2 separate regions of the Mus musculus genome follow, and region 2 is linked to region 1. The links are chromatin contacts, called in public HiCAR-type maps. All regions are on one chromosome and are shown on one strand. Each heading gives the region's core, a stretch centred on a gene start, on an enhancer-like site or on the middle of the called end of the contact. The rest is flanking DNA. Distances are from core to core; before and after follow the strand shown.

Region 1 (6,776 bases), core at 1,947-4,446:
CAAGACACTACTCACACTGGAAGGGGATTTCTATAATAAATGTATAAACTGAACTTGATTGAGTCTCTGTCTGTTTCACACCTCTAGTTAGGTCAATGTGTGTGTGTGTGTATGTGTGTATGTGTGTGTGTGTATGAATGACTGACCAGGACCAGGAGTGTGTAGCCCTAGCTTGCCTGGAACTCTGGAACTTACTATGTCCCTGTACTCAGAGATCCACCTGTACTGGAATAAAGGGCATGTACAATCATGCCCAGCCAGAAAAAAAAATTTATCTATGGCAAGAAAACCAACTGGAAATAGCTTATAATAATGCCATGTTTTGTTACCTAGAAGTAGATTGTATGTAGCCAGAGCTGCCCACAACTCATAGTCCCCGTCTCAGCCTCCCCAGAGCTGGAATTGCATGTACCACCCACCATGCCCAGCTGTCATGTTTTGACTTCCCTCACTTTGTGAGATGGGGCAGCTTCTTTGCCTCCCTGCGCTTATATCCCTAGCCCACTTAGAACCAGAGACAATCCAAAATGATAGTACATATTTGTGTATCCCTCTGTCTTAACTAACTCAGAAGCAGCAGGTATGGGGACCATAGCAGTCAGCACCTATACATACACCAGGCCAGGTAGTGTCCAGCAGAACTGAAGACAGCCACTGGGTTGTTCATTGAAAGGTACAAAGACTTCACACAGGAGGCCAAACTAGCTTGAGATTCAAAGGCTTTATTGTTGTAGCAACACTATTATATGTGTCCCTTTCCCAGTTGGGGCTATCCCTAGCCAGCCCCACATGTTGGTCCTTGATACTGAGAACACTGTGAGGGAGGAAGAGACCCTCTTAACGGTTGGAGGGAGGCTATTGGGACTGCTGAGGGCTAGGGTCGTCTGGGGTTAAGGGCTCAGTGTGGACTCATTAGGCTCAAGATTTGGCCAGGTCTTATAACCTATATTCCAAGCTGTGTGGGGTCTGAAAAATCTTTAGAGCTCAAGATTTGAGAATGTCCTGCCTTAGGGCCTAGCTTTGACGTATGGAAGACTAGTGAGTCCCACATTTGGGTCAGAGGAGTATCTTGGGGTCCAGTTTTGAGATTGGCCACAGATGCTCTGGCTTAAAAGTCCAGTTTCAAGACTGGAAGTAGGTGACTGAGTCTCAAATTCAGGACCGAGGAAGACTTTGGTCCCTAGGTAACAGGGGCTGGAGGCTAAGAGATGACTAGTTTGGGGCTGCAGTGATCAATCACAGGTGTCTCTTTTTGGCCAGGCCAGAGGACTCTAGGCACCTATTTTAATGGCTAGGAAAAGGGTTGGTCTTGGGTATGGGGTGGGGGTCCTCTACGTCCAGGGTGTAGATGCCAAGGTCCTAGGATCCAGCTTCCTGCTCCTGTCCCAGTGCCTCTAGAAGCAATCCCATTGGTGTCCGCTTTAGACCGATGCTCTCGATCTTGTTCTCAATCTTGTTTTTAAGGTTTCTCAGACGCAGTGAAGCATGCAGCAGGATCACTGTAGGCGATACCAAGAAATGGGGAATTCACTCAGAGGCAGGCTAATGGAGTGGTGAGTTCTCAAAGCCTGCTGTGGGGGATGTGGCCAGGAAGGACATCCCAGTAAATTGGGACTTGGACAGTTTAAGGCACTTAACCCTGGAACACCCACAAAGGTAATAGAGGGATGCTCCCAGAGGACCAAAGCCAAGGAAGACACACTTAATGGAAGCATGTCTGTCCTCCAGGGTTTCTAGTCCTCTCTTAGTTCAGAAACCAGTGCCAGGCAGGCCTGATGTTCAAGCATGAGCTGACCGTCTTCCCCAGCTCTAGCAGGGAGAGTCGAGACTCACAAAACACAGGCGCTGTGATGCTGAGCAGGAAGGTGAAGGCGCCACCCACGGCCCAGAGAATGAAGAGGCTAATGGCAAGCACTGCAGCCAGGCAGGCAGCAGGGTGGCTGCGACGGCAGCGGCGCACAGCTGCACGGGTTTCAGCAGCCCACACCAGCACCCCGAGGGCCACCACCACTACCAGTGCACTCAGGAGGGTGTGCAGCGGACGAATGTACCTGCAGGAACAAGAGCACTCAGCTAGCCTCATTGTACATCCAATTCTGGACCCCAAGAGATTTGTTCCCTGTTTCTGGAATTAGCATCCCGGCATAGTCTCACCAGGCCCCTCTCCACTCCAGCAATTCCTGTGGACTCTCAGTTCCTCTTCGATCCTACAATCCTACCAGACCCTCACTTCCTGCTAGAGGTCCTAGGCTGCCAACACTTCTCTGGTCTTTGCCTTTCAATCTGCAGGATTTCTTTCTGGTATTCCTACATCTGCTCCCATATTCCTCTACGTTGATTTTAACCCTGGCAGATCCCCCATCCTGCAGTCAGATGTAGGCACCTTCCAGGTGTCATTCTCCTTCCAAAGGCCCCCCACTACCCTAGTTTTTTATAGAGCCACCCTCCCCCAGTTGCTTGGTTTCAGTCCCACTCTCACAACCCTGCCCAAGTCCCTCTTCTAGATCGTCTGTTTTTGGCCGCAAGCTTCTCGAGTCTAGTAGGTCTTCCCTCTGGGCCCAATAGGAGCAGCTTCTCTACCAGCTCCCTTCCCAAGCCCTGACTTTACTACACCTCCACCTCTGGATTAACCCTTCCAGGGCTCCCCTAATCTGCCACTCATATCGCTGAACCTCTTAGGTACTCTCACATCCCCATATCAGTCCTTCCTTAAGTCCAGAGTCCACTTCCTAGCCCACACTCCACCTCAGCCCTCCTCCCTTTTCTACCCAGGTCCTGTGTCTTTCCTCCAGACACCTCCCCCATCCCACCTCCATGGCCCTCCTTATAACAAAGATCTGCTTCCTTCAAATTTTTCCACCCATGCCCCCCAGACCTTCATATTCTCCCGAACTCACACTACTCAGTCTAGCATTTCCCTTAGATCCCCCTCCTTCTCAAAGACCCGCAAGCCCACCCTGCGTCCCGCTAGTATCTTCAGCCAATCGCTACCTCCCTCCCTCACCCGGCCAGCGCAAGACTGATGCCAAAGCAGAGAAGGTAATTGGTTTGGTAGTAGAGGAGGTTGTTGATGACGCGGTGACACCATCGTTGTGGATCGCCTGGATCAGGAGCCGCCAGGCGCGCAGACCCCAGGACAAAGTCGTCTAGGGCGCGCAGCGGTGGCAGCCGCACCTCCGACATCCTGCGGGTTGCTGGACCAGCCCGAAGGGCGGCGAGACTACAACACCCAGTTATCACTCACAGCACCGTGAGGCACATTGGGAAATGGAGTCTAGGGAGCCGCCGACTAGCAACGTATGCATACTGCGCAGCTGCAAACATGAATGTGACCAGAAACTACCAACTCGGGTAGCAGAGACTGCTGGGAAACCAAGCGTCGCCACGCGGCGAGCAGCTCAAAACTCTTTACCCCTGGGCGGGGCACCACCGGACAGTACAGGCTGGGGTTGACTCAACAATGAATATGCTAAAACTAGGAAGTCAGATCCCAAGCTGGCTTCCACTTCCCGACAGGTTCCTAGAAGGTTACGCTGCGCCCGGGAAAGCACGCCCCACCCTTGAGGTCAAGTCATAAATGCCACTCAAAGGCCTTTTATTCATATACATTACAGAGACTATCTCCTGGTAACCATTATTTTTAAATCCTTAGGTTGGATTAGTATAATCCCTTTGGGTCCCTGGTGTTTTCCAGACTAGGAGGCCCAGGGACAGACTAAGCTGTCCTCTGGCCTTTAGCACTCCAGTCACAAAAAGTGCTCGTGGAAGCGAGCTGTTTATTTAGACACAGCTGTGTTTGATGCAGAGTGAAAGGCTCATTTATGCTTGCTGGCTGGTTCAACACCCTCAAGACTCAGTTCGGCCGGCCATCGGTACTGTAGGTTCCCAGTACAGCTGCCAGGATGCTTTAGAAGTCCTCGTCATCACAGATGTCAAGGTACACGTCAAAGGCCTCTCTGTTGCAGTTTCCATCAGGAGTGAAGACATATTTGTGGAAGGTCCCATCTACACAGATGGCTGGGGGGTGGTGGTGGTGGTGGTGGTGGTGGTGAAGGTGTTGTGAAAGGTTAGGTGCCCAGCCACATACCCCAATCCCCTCGGGTGTCCCACTGGGGCTAATGGTCTAACTCCAGGGCCCTCCCCAAGTGCCACACCCCTTACTAATGGCATCATGTTCCAGTTTCCTCCAGCTCTGATAGCCCTTAAATTCTTTTAGGGGACCTGTAGTCCTTTACCCACTTAGTACCACAAATCAAGGGGCTGCTGTCACTCACCAATTACAGAATTGACATTCTTGGAAGTATTTCGACCAAAGGCGCAGATGCAGGCTGACTCAGCAGGCACAGTAAAGCTGGCCAGGCTCCACTGAGAGTCCACGTATTGCCCAATCATAGGTCCCACTTTGCCCACACGAGCCAGCCTGTTGGCAGCGTTTGGTAAGTCCAGGCATGTCACGCGGCCAGAGGGATTGGGATAGGAGGGTGAAGATACTCACGCAGAGCGGCGGTTAAGGCGGGTGTCTTTAAGAGCGAAGATGTGGACAGTGCCCTTGTCACTGGAAGCACAGAGGAAGGAGGAGTCGTGGCTGAAGTTAATGCTGCAAGACAGACCCGTAATGAAGTCCACCATAACGACTTGTGCTGAAACATAAGCAGCCCACCACACACGTCCTGTGCTCACCAGTACAGGGTGGCAGGGTCGGTGCCTCTTCGAAGCTCTACCAGCTTTTCCTTGGATTGGGTATCAAAGAGACGAATAAGGGTGCCCTTCTGGGAGGCTGACGCCACTACAGTGCCTGGCTGGTTCAGGGACACACAGGCCACATCACTCTGATGTGCATTGATAGTGAATGGCGCCGACGAAGTACCAGGCTTTGTGCTTGCGAGATCCTGGAGTAGGAGGGAGCAGATTGGGCTTGGGGGTGTTAACGGAGGAGGGACCAACGTTCCCAAAGACAGGCACTTCACCCAGCTCTCCACCCTTGCCCGCTAGCTGGCTCACCACAAGTTGCAGACTTCCACACTTGTGTCCAGGAAACACGAGCAGCTGCTTCTCCAGGCTTGGACAGAGGTCACACAGCCCTAAGTGGTGAGGATGAAGTGGGGATGGGCAGGTGAAGGAGAGGCCAGGGCAAGGCTGAGTCTCAGAATGGACAGAGCTGGATGAGGGAGGGCCGGATTGAACCCTCCGTGGCATGGTGCCCATAGCAACCTCACAGGGGTAAGGCTTTGCAGTAAGCTCTGCTCGCCCATCTGAACACCCAGCGCTCATGGACACACCTACCCACGTTCTCAATGAATGCTTTCTGCTGTCAGGTGGGGCAGGACTAGGGCAGGGAAGAGGAACTGACTGTGGGCCTGGAAGGGCACAGAGCCTGTCCCCCAGCAATGTCAGGATGCCCCTTCTCTTAGCTCCTCCTCTCCTTGTTCCTTCCACAGCCTCAGTCTTACACCGGCAAATCTGGGTCTTCTCACCCTTGGGGTTGTCCCGAGTGTCAAACTCAAACAGCTTTCTTGGACTGTCAGGGAAGGAGTACACATAGATGCGGTTCCTCAGCACAATCACGATCCTGGAGACATCACACATAACACAGAGGGCCATAAGCACGGGGCAACTGCCAGCGAGGCGAGGAGGCAGTGGCAGCGGCAGGGGGTGGAGGGCGGGAGGTTACCTTACTTGTTGTGGGAACTTCCTGCCCCCGCCCCTGTCCCCAGTCTTCATCAAGCTCACTTGTCATGGCGCATGCGCACAGCCAGCACTGGCTTGGTGAAGGTGAACTCCAGCACCAGTTTGTCCTTGGAGTCCTTGCCTTCTCGGGCATCGTCCCAGATCAGCACTGCCAGGCAGATGGGTGGGTTGGCAAGACCAAAGTTTAGGGTGACAGGCAGCCTGGGTGCCCACTCCTGCTCCTCACAGGATCTCAACCACTTGCTTCCGCTTTCATCAAATAGTCAGTGTGTGCCTCATACCGCATGAGTACTTGTGGACCAGATCGCTGATAAAGCACATTCTAGAGCAGCCCTATCACTTGGAGGTAAGGAAAGCAAGGCTCAAATGAGCACAACCAGTTACAGGCTTGATATCAGGCCTACTTCAGTCTCCAGAATCCAGTCTATACCCTCAGGAGAGTCCTGTGATGAGTTCTAGGGTTCTATGACTCACCCAGGACAACACTTGCCAGATATTGGTGGGGTCAATATGAAAAAAAAAAAAAAGACCTTAAAACAAGATGGTACTTGAGACTCAAACCAAGAGGGCATAAGAGAGACAGCTCCAAGTTTTGAATGCCTAGTAATTGTGTAATCTTGGGTAAGTCTATTAACTGAGCCACAGTTTTCTCATCCATAAAAATGAGGACAAGGAGGTCGGAGTATGGCTTAGTGACAGAACATGTGCAAAGGCCTGGGTTCCATCCACAGCAGGAAAACGGAGAGAGACTAGCAGTATTTCCTACCACACAGAATGAGCCAGGGATGGAGGGGCACATCTTTTAATCCTAGCAGTTTGCATTCAGCCTGGTCTATGTAGAGAGTTCCAGGACAGTCAGGACTATGGAGAAAGACCCTGTCTCAAAAAGCTCCACATCGCCAGGCGTGGTGGCGCACGCCTTGAATTCCAGCACTCGGGAGGCTGAGGCAGGAGGATTTCTGAGTTCCAGGCCAGCCTGGTCTACAAAGTGAGCTCCAGGACAGCCAGAGCTATACAGAGAAACCCTGTCTCGAAAAACCAAAAAAAAAAAAAAAGCCCTACATCACCAAAAAAGAAAAAGAAAATCC
Region 2 (6,776 bases), core at 1,652-4,151, 320 kb before region 1:
TCTTGGAACTCACTTTGTAGACCAGGCTGGCCTGGAACTCAGAAATCCACCTGCCTCTGCCTCCCAAGTGCTGGGATTAAAGGCATGCACCACCACCACCCGGCTGTAGTCTTGTTTTATAATAGCCTGCTTCCAGCCTGGTTTTGGGTTCTATCTGTAGAGCAGCAAAAGGAGAAAAAAAGGCAAAGAAGAAAAAAAAAAACCTCAAAATAACCGAGTCAGAGAAGAGAGATCTGACAAGAGAGCGTTCAGGACGGTGGAGCCCTGTGGGGTTCTCTACAAGAACAGAATGAATATGCATTCAAATGGGACTCATTGGGCTGTTCTGGAGGCAGGGACAGGAAGATCTCTGTAGGTTCCAGACTAGTCTAGTCTACATAGCGCACTGGAGGAAGGACAGCCAGGAATACATAGAGAAACCCTGTCCAAGAAAGAAAACGAAACAAAATTAGATTGGCTTATGACTTGGTTTGATGATGGCTGTATCACTCCAGAGAGACAGAATCTAGCAGCTGCTCAGTCCACGAGGCTGCCATATCTCAGTAGTCCCAGTTTGGCACTGAAGGCCTGGAAGATTCTGGAAGAGCTGCTAGTCTTCGGTCTGTACGGGAAACTTGAAAAGGTTGGTTCGACCTAACTAAGGCTGGTTCGACCTAACTATCAGCAAAGTCAACAGCAGGGGCAGAGGTGGAGATAGATATGCCCACAAGAGTGAAGATCAAGGGGCAAAACCAAAAAGCTTGCCTCCCTCCCTCCCTCCTCAGTCATTTAACTGCTACAAGACCGTGCTGCTGGTGTGTGTATGTGTATGTGTGTGTGTGTGTGTGTGTGTGTGTGTGTGTGTGTGTAGTGGGAGGGAGAATGCATGTATATGCATGCTAAGACAAGACAATCTCTTCTAAAATACAGATTCATTCTGTTGGTTCAATTCCCTAGAGAAGCCCTGAAACATCAGGTTTCAGTACCAGAAGTTCTGGAGAAACAGAATCCTGAAGATGAATTTCTCTAGTGGGTGCTGTGGTATCTAGAGCTCTTTCTCCAACTCAAGGAACCTTCCCTGCAGAACATGGAGAGGGCGAGGCTATGCAAAGTAAATCCTTTGATATTCCTGATAGACCTCCTCAGAGCAAAGACTTCCTAGGAAGGCAAAGACAATATTGATGCTGGTGTCTCTGGATAAAATACAGAGGAAAACAATGAGCTCACTGATAAAAGTAGCCAACTCAAGATGCACAGAAACAATCAGAAAGTGAGTCCTGGAAGAAAAAATCTCTCCAGCTGCCACAGAGCCCAAGTTGCTGAAAAACAGACCCAAGCAGAGGATGTATATGGCCTTTCCTCTCCACTGCACCCCCCGCCCCAATGGAGCCAGGAGTGACTTTCCTTGAAGGAGACAATCAGGCAGATGTCTCTATGTTTTGTTCACCACTGCCTCTAGACCTGTAACAAGGGCCTAGATGTGAGAAAGTGAGGTCCTCAGGGAGGTGGAGGACACCAAGAAAGAACTTAAGAGATTTGCTAATTTCATTCAAGCAGCGGTCTGAGCATAGGTAATGGTGGACAGAACATGAACCTGGATCAGGCTGAGTTTATCAGTATGGGCCCTCTATGCAGAGATTCTAGGTTTAATATCGAAGCTCAGTATTAAAAGGTGCCAAGAGTTGATTTGATTGGTTGGCCCAGAGATGATAGCCTACTGAGGAGGAACTGGAGGAGCTTGGTATCTTTTGACTAAGTGTTGAGAAAAGGATTCTAAGGCTCAAATAAATTGAAGTGTTGGAAGTGGCTTTGTTGTTTAAAACCTAGTCCTCTACGGGTGTGGAGGCTTAATCTCAGCACTCAGGAGGTGGAACTCTGCGAGCCCAAGGCCAGCCTAGTCTACAAAGCCAGTCTTCCAGGAAAGCCAGGGTAGTTATACAGAGAAACCCTGTCTTAAAAACAAACAAATAAAACCAAAGAACTCTAGTCCTCCACAAGGCAGAGCTCTGAAGACATACTCTTCTTAATACCATCAAAGGTTTGTTTTTCTAGTTAGACCCCAAGAATAGCAGGGGCCAAAGGGACAGCACTAGTCACCAAAGGCAAGGTACAAGGAAAGGACTGTTTTCTTTTGTTTTTTTAAGATTTATTTTAAGCTGGCGATGGTGGCGCATGCCTTTAGACGAGGCCAGCCTGGTCTACAGAGTGAGTTCCAGGACAGCCAGGGCTATACAGAGAAACCCTGTCTCGAGAAACCAAAAAAAAAAAAAAAAAAGATTTTATTTTATATAGATATAGAACTACACTGTGGCTGTCTTCAGACACACCAGAAGAGGGCATCAGATCCCATTACAGATGGTTGTGAGCCACCATGTGGTTGCTGGGAATTAAACTCAGGACCTCTGGAAGAGCAATCAGTGCTCTTAACCTCTAAGCCTTCTCTCCAGCCTCCACATTTATAAACTTTTATAAAGGAGCTTTTATAAAGGAAAAGATTGGGGCTGACTTACAGTTTCAAGAGTTTAGTCCATATGGCAGGAAGCATGGTGGCCGGCGTTTGGCAGATGTGGTACTAGAGGAGCTGAGGGGAGAGTTCTACAACCTTATCAAAGTTTGAGCACTTGCTGGGCGTGGTGGCGCACACCTTTAATCCCAGCACTTGAGAGGCAGAGGCAGGTGGATTTCTGAGTTCGAGGCCAGCCTGGTCTACAGAGTGAGTTCCAGGACAGCCAGGGCTACACAGAGAAACCCTGTCTCGAAAAAAACAAAACAAAACAAAACAAAAACAAAAACAAAAACAAACAAACAAACAAAAAAAAGCATTTGAGACCTCAAAACTTGCCCCTACAGCAACATCTTCACCCAAGATGCCACACCTATATTGGGTGGTGGTTTGTGCACTGTGTATTCAGATGCTGATTGCTGTGCACAGAGCTCCCCGGGCAGTCCAGAGATGAGCATTGTCATGCTATTTGGAGCATCTCCAGTCTCAGGAATGTGTAAAGATTCTTTTCCACAGCTCGTATTGATTAATAAAGAGGTGATTTTGCTTATAGCTGGGCAGGACATCCCATCCCAGTCTGGGGGTCCCAAGCCAAAAGAGGGGGGAAGGAAGAGAAAGGAGAGAGGAAGAAGAGAAAGAGGGACAAGTTGAACTCACCTTGAGGTGCAATGAGAGAGCAGCCATGAGGACACAGGGAATAGAGCAAGGTGGGGAAAGCCTCCGATGTGGGTAAAGGGCCATGTGGCTGGGAAGTAGGCAGCCTCAGAGGATTAGAATAGAGGAGAATCTGCCCAGCAGAGTGCCTACAGCTTGTTAATAAATTTATTACGTTCCTGTGTCATTTATTCAGGAGCTAAAATGGGCTAGAGCACGTGCACTAAAACCCCATCCTTACTCCAGAGCAAAAGTGGGGAAGACAAGCCCCCAGAATTACTATGCTACACACCTACTCTAACAAAACCACACCTCTTAGTAGTGCCACTCCCTATGGGCACATGGGGGCCATTTTTATTCAAATTGCCACAGAGATGAACCCCAGAGCCTAGACTCCCTAGTCCCCCCCAAATTTAACAAACTTCAAGTAGTATGGTATACCACATTATCATGAAACAAAACCCCACAACATTACAGTCCCCACATCTTGATAAAAAACACAGAATGATTAAAGCAACTTAAAATTTTGGGATATATACTCATAAGGAGCTAAGAGTACCCCAGTTCTAGGATACTGTCTATCTTAGTTGGAATTACTATTACTCTGATGAAACACCATGACCAAAAGCAACTTTGGGAGGAAAGGGTTTGACTTACACTTCCACATCACTGCTCATCATTGAAGGAAGTCAGGACAGGAACTCAAACTGGGCAAGAGCTGATGTAGAAGCCATGGAGAGGTGCTGCTTACTAGCTTGCTCCTTACTGCTTACTGTTGCTCAGACTGCTTTCTTATAAACCCAGGACCAGTAGCCGAAGAATGTCCCCACTAACAGTGAGCCCTCCCTCATTAATCATTAATTAATTTCTTAATTAAGAAAATGTCCTATCGCCGGTGGTGGTGGTGGTGGCGCACGCCTTTGATCCCAGCACTTGGGAGGCAGAGGCAGGCGGATTTCTGAGTTCAAGGCCAGCCTGGTCTACAAAGTGAGTTCCAGGACAGCCAGGGCTACACAGAGAAACCCTGTCTCAAAAAACCAAAAAAAAAAAAAAAAAGAAAGAAAGAAAGAAAAGAAAAAAGAAAATGCCCTATCAATTTACTTACACTCTGATCTTCTAGAGGCATTTTCTCAAATCTGTAACTTCAACCCTTATTTTTTTAAAGACATATTTATTTATTATATATACAATGTTCTGTATGCATGTATGCTTGCACACTAGAAGAGGGTAATAGATCTCACTATAAATGGTCGTGAGCCACCATGTGATTGCTGGGAATTGAACTCAAGTCAGTGTTCTTAACTGCTGAGCCATCTCTCCAGCCCTCAACCCTTATTTTTAATGATGGTTCTCAGACACTTTAACCTCCCTTGTAGTCCACCACCAACCAGAGGTAATGGGAAAGAAAGGATATGGGGAAAGTGGACCTGTTTAGAAATGGCTCTTTGGAGCAACTTCCATCTGTGTTGTCGGAAAATCAGTAGTTCAGTTCCCAGGTTAGCAGCAGCAGCAGCAGCGTGATCCACTCGCAAACACTTCACAGATACACCAGCAGTCCAGTACGGTAGAGTCGGTACAGCAAACAGGAATCAGCAGCGGGTGGCACTAGCTAGCAGAGCCAGCCAGGCCTCAGCCTCGGCACAAGTCAGCAAGAGGGATCTGGAGGAACGCTGGGAGTTCTTAGCTGTACCTCTCTCAGAGAAGTGAAGAGCAGCAAAGACAAGAAAGAGATCAACAAGTGGTGCGCAGCTAGCTCTATAAGCAAACCTAGCTCAGCCTCTTTCACGGGCTGTGGAGTCCTTTTTATACTGCCTCCAAACAACACGTGTCCTCCAAGGGTCTTGCCTCAGCACCTGAGTCCATCTCTGTCTCAGCTGACATCACTCTGCCAATGAACCCGAGTTCGAGGAAGCAGCTAGAAGCCAAAGCACACCACCAGAAGTGTTTTCCAAAGCACACCACCAGAAGTGTTTTTGGTGCATTTCTCTCTATGGAGCCCTGACTAATGGAGCTCAACTCCACAAAGTAAGGTGGACCAATACATGCATGTCCTTAGCGAAGAATCCTTCATCACGTGCCCCTTCACGTGATTGCTTTAGCAGAATATCCTTTCACCTGTGTCTGCTTCAGCGAAACATTCCTCCATGAGTCTGCCTTAGCCTTTCACCTGTGTCCATCTCAGGAAAACACTCCTTCCTGTGTTTGCCTAGCAAAACGCCATCCAACACAACTGACTCTCTAAAGAACCCTTACGTTTTCACTTCATACATCCTTTCTGTTTAAGAATTGTCCTTTTCACTGGATAGTGGTGGCGTATGCCTTTAATCCCAGCACTTGGGAGGCAGAGGCAGGTGGATTTCTGAGTTCAAGGCCAGCCTGGTCTACAAAGTGAGTTCCAGGACAGCCAGGGCTACACAGAGAAACCTTGTCTCAAGAAAAAAAAATTGTCCTTTTCTTTTTCTTAAGATTTATTTGTTTATTATATATAAGTACACTGTAGCTGTCTTCAGACACACCAGAAGAGGGCGTCAGATCTCATTACAGATGGTTGTGAGCCACCATGCGGATGCTGAGATTTGAACTCAGGACCTTTGGAAAAGCATTGAGTTCTCTTAACCACTGAGCCATCTCTCCAGCCCAAGAATTGTCCTTTTCTTATAAATAAAAAAGAAAAGAAAAAAGAAAAACTAATTGCTCTTTTTTCTAACATTAACAATCTATACATAACAGGAATAATTATAAGAACCATCACACTTTCAATGAATGGCTTATGTACAATATAGTCAAAAACAGTCTAACAAAACAACCTTAACTTTCTATCAATATATAATGAACAAAAAACCCTAAATATTATCAATATACAACAATTCAAAGAAAAAACTTTAAATTTCTATCAATATAGAATACAATTAAAGGACAATCTTACATTTCTATTAATATATAATAATTGAACAAAAACTTACATTTTGCTCTTGCTCTCTTGCCTCTCTCTTACATCTTGACCCTTGCTCCCCATTCCCTTCCCCTTCTCTCCATGTGGTCATGGCCGGCCTTCCCTTCCCTTCCCTTCCCTTCCCTTCCCTTCCCTTCCCTTCCCTTCCCTTCCCTTCCCTTCCCTTCCCTTCCCTTCTCTCTCTCTCTCTCTCTGCCCTTCTCTGCCTCTGCTACTCTCTTAGCTCCCCTCCCCATGCCCTGAATAAACTAAATTCTATACTAAAAAACCACCAACTTAAATTTTTATCAATATGCAATAATTCAGCGAAACATCCTAAAACCCTAGATGATAACAACCATAACACGTTAAGCAACCAAAACCACCACTAAGGGGATGGGATGAGGATCTTATATATATATATTTGATTCCTGATGAATTGGAGCAAAGAATTCCTGTTTTGGGGCCCCAAGGAAAAATGTTTAGTCTGAGAAAAGTTAACTATAGCATGTATTGCCCAATCCCTGTGTTTATCCGGTCTATGTACCGTCTGTCTTGTTATGATCGATCACTTGGGCTAGAACTTTTTTTTTAAAGTTCTTCACATTTTTATCCTTTGCGCACAAAGACTAGCGTGATCGGTTCCACTTGGTAGTCAGTCGAATCCATTCAAGGTCGCTTAGTCCAACTTTATGAAGCCTAGGTCCT

What was found. HiCAR-type assays count read pairs that join an accessible place to other places.
Region 2: a contact with region 1 is called in a HiCAR-type map of embryonic stem cells, with 2.3 times the contacts expected there. The contact joins the enhancer-like site here to the promoter of Praf2 in region 1. A contact is called at or near these places in 3 of 39 promoter capture datasets (the HPC-7 cell line, hematopoietic stem and progenitor cells and pre-B cells), 1 of 484 Hi-C or Micro-C datasets (embryonic stem cells), 2 of 115 datasets of contacts at active chromatin or transcription factors (embryonic stem cells and extraembryonic endoderm stem cells) and 2 of 9 other capture datasets (liver and pancreatic islet).

What each region holds. Positions count from the first base shown.
Region 1 is chrX:7,724,991-7,731,766 of GRCm38.p6, reverse strand. Praf2 (PRA1 domain family 2) reads right to left here and starts at 3,196. Exons shown (of 3, transcript NM_138602.4): 1 at 3,005-3,196; 2 at 1,834-2,051; 3 at 704-1,499. The coding sequence starts at 3,183. The coding sequence ends at 1,360. It overlaps Wdr45 (WD repeat domain 45), which reads right to left. Exons shown (of 11, transcript NM_001290792.1): 5 at 5,731-5,836; 6 at 5,475-5,569; 7 at 5,002-5,081; 8 at 4,681-4,889; 9 at 4,496-4,597; 10 at 4,275-4,420; 11 at 3,566-4,017. The coding sequence ends at 3,908. It overlaps Ccdc120 (coiled-coil domain containing 120), which reads left to right. Exons shown (of 10, transcript NM_207202.2): 10 at 1-53.
Region 2 is chrX:8,047,371-8,054,146 of GRCm38.p6, reverse strand. It overlaps the pseudogene Gm7079. Among named protein-coding and RNA genes, the nearest start is that of Suv39h1, 24 kb to the left of the region's middle. Within about 2 kb of position 2,901, at least 7 of the 459 cell types and tissues checked have an H3K27ac peak or open chromatin away from gene starts, as enhancers often do. A contact at or near this core is called in embryonic stem cells, where this site is marked.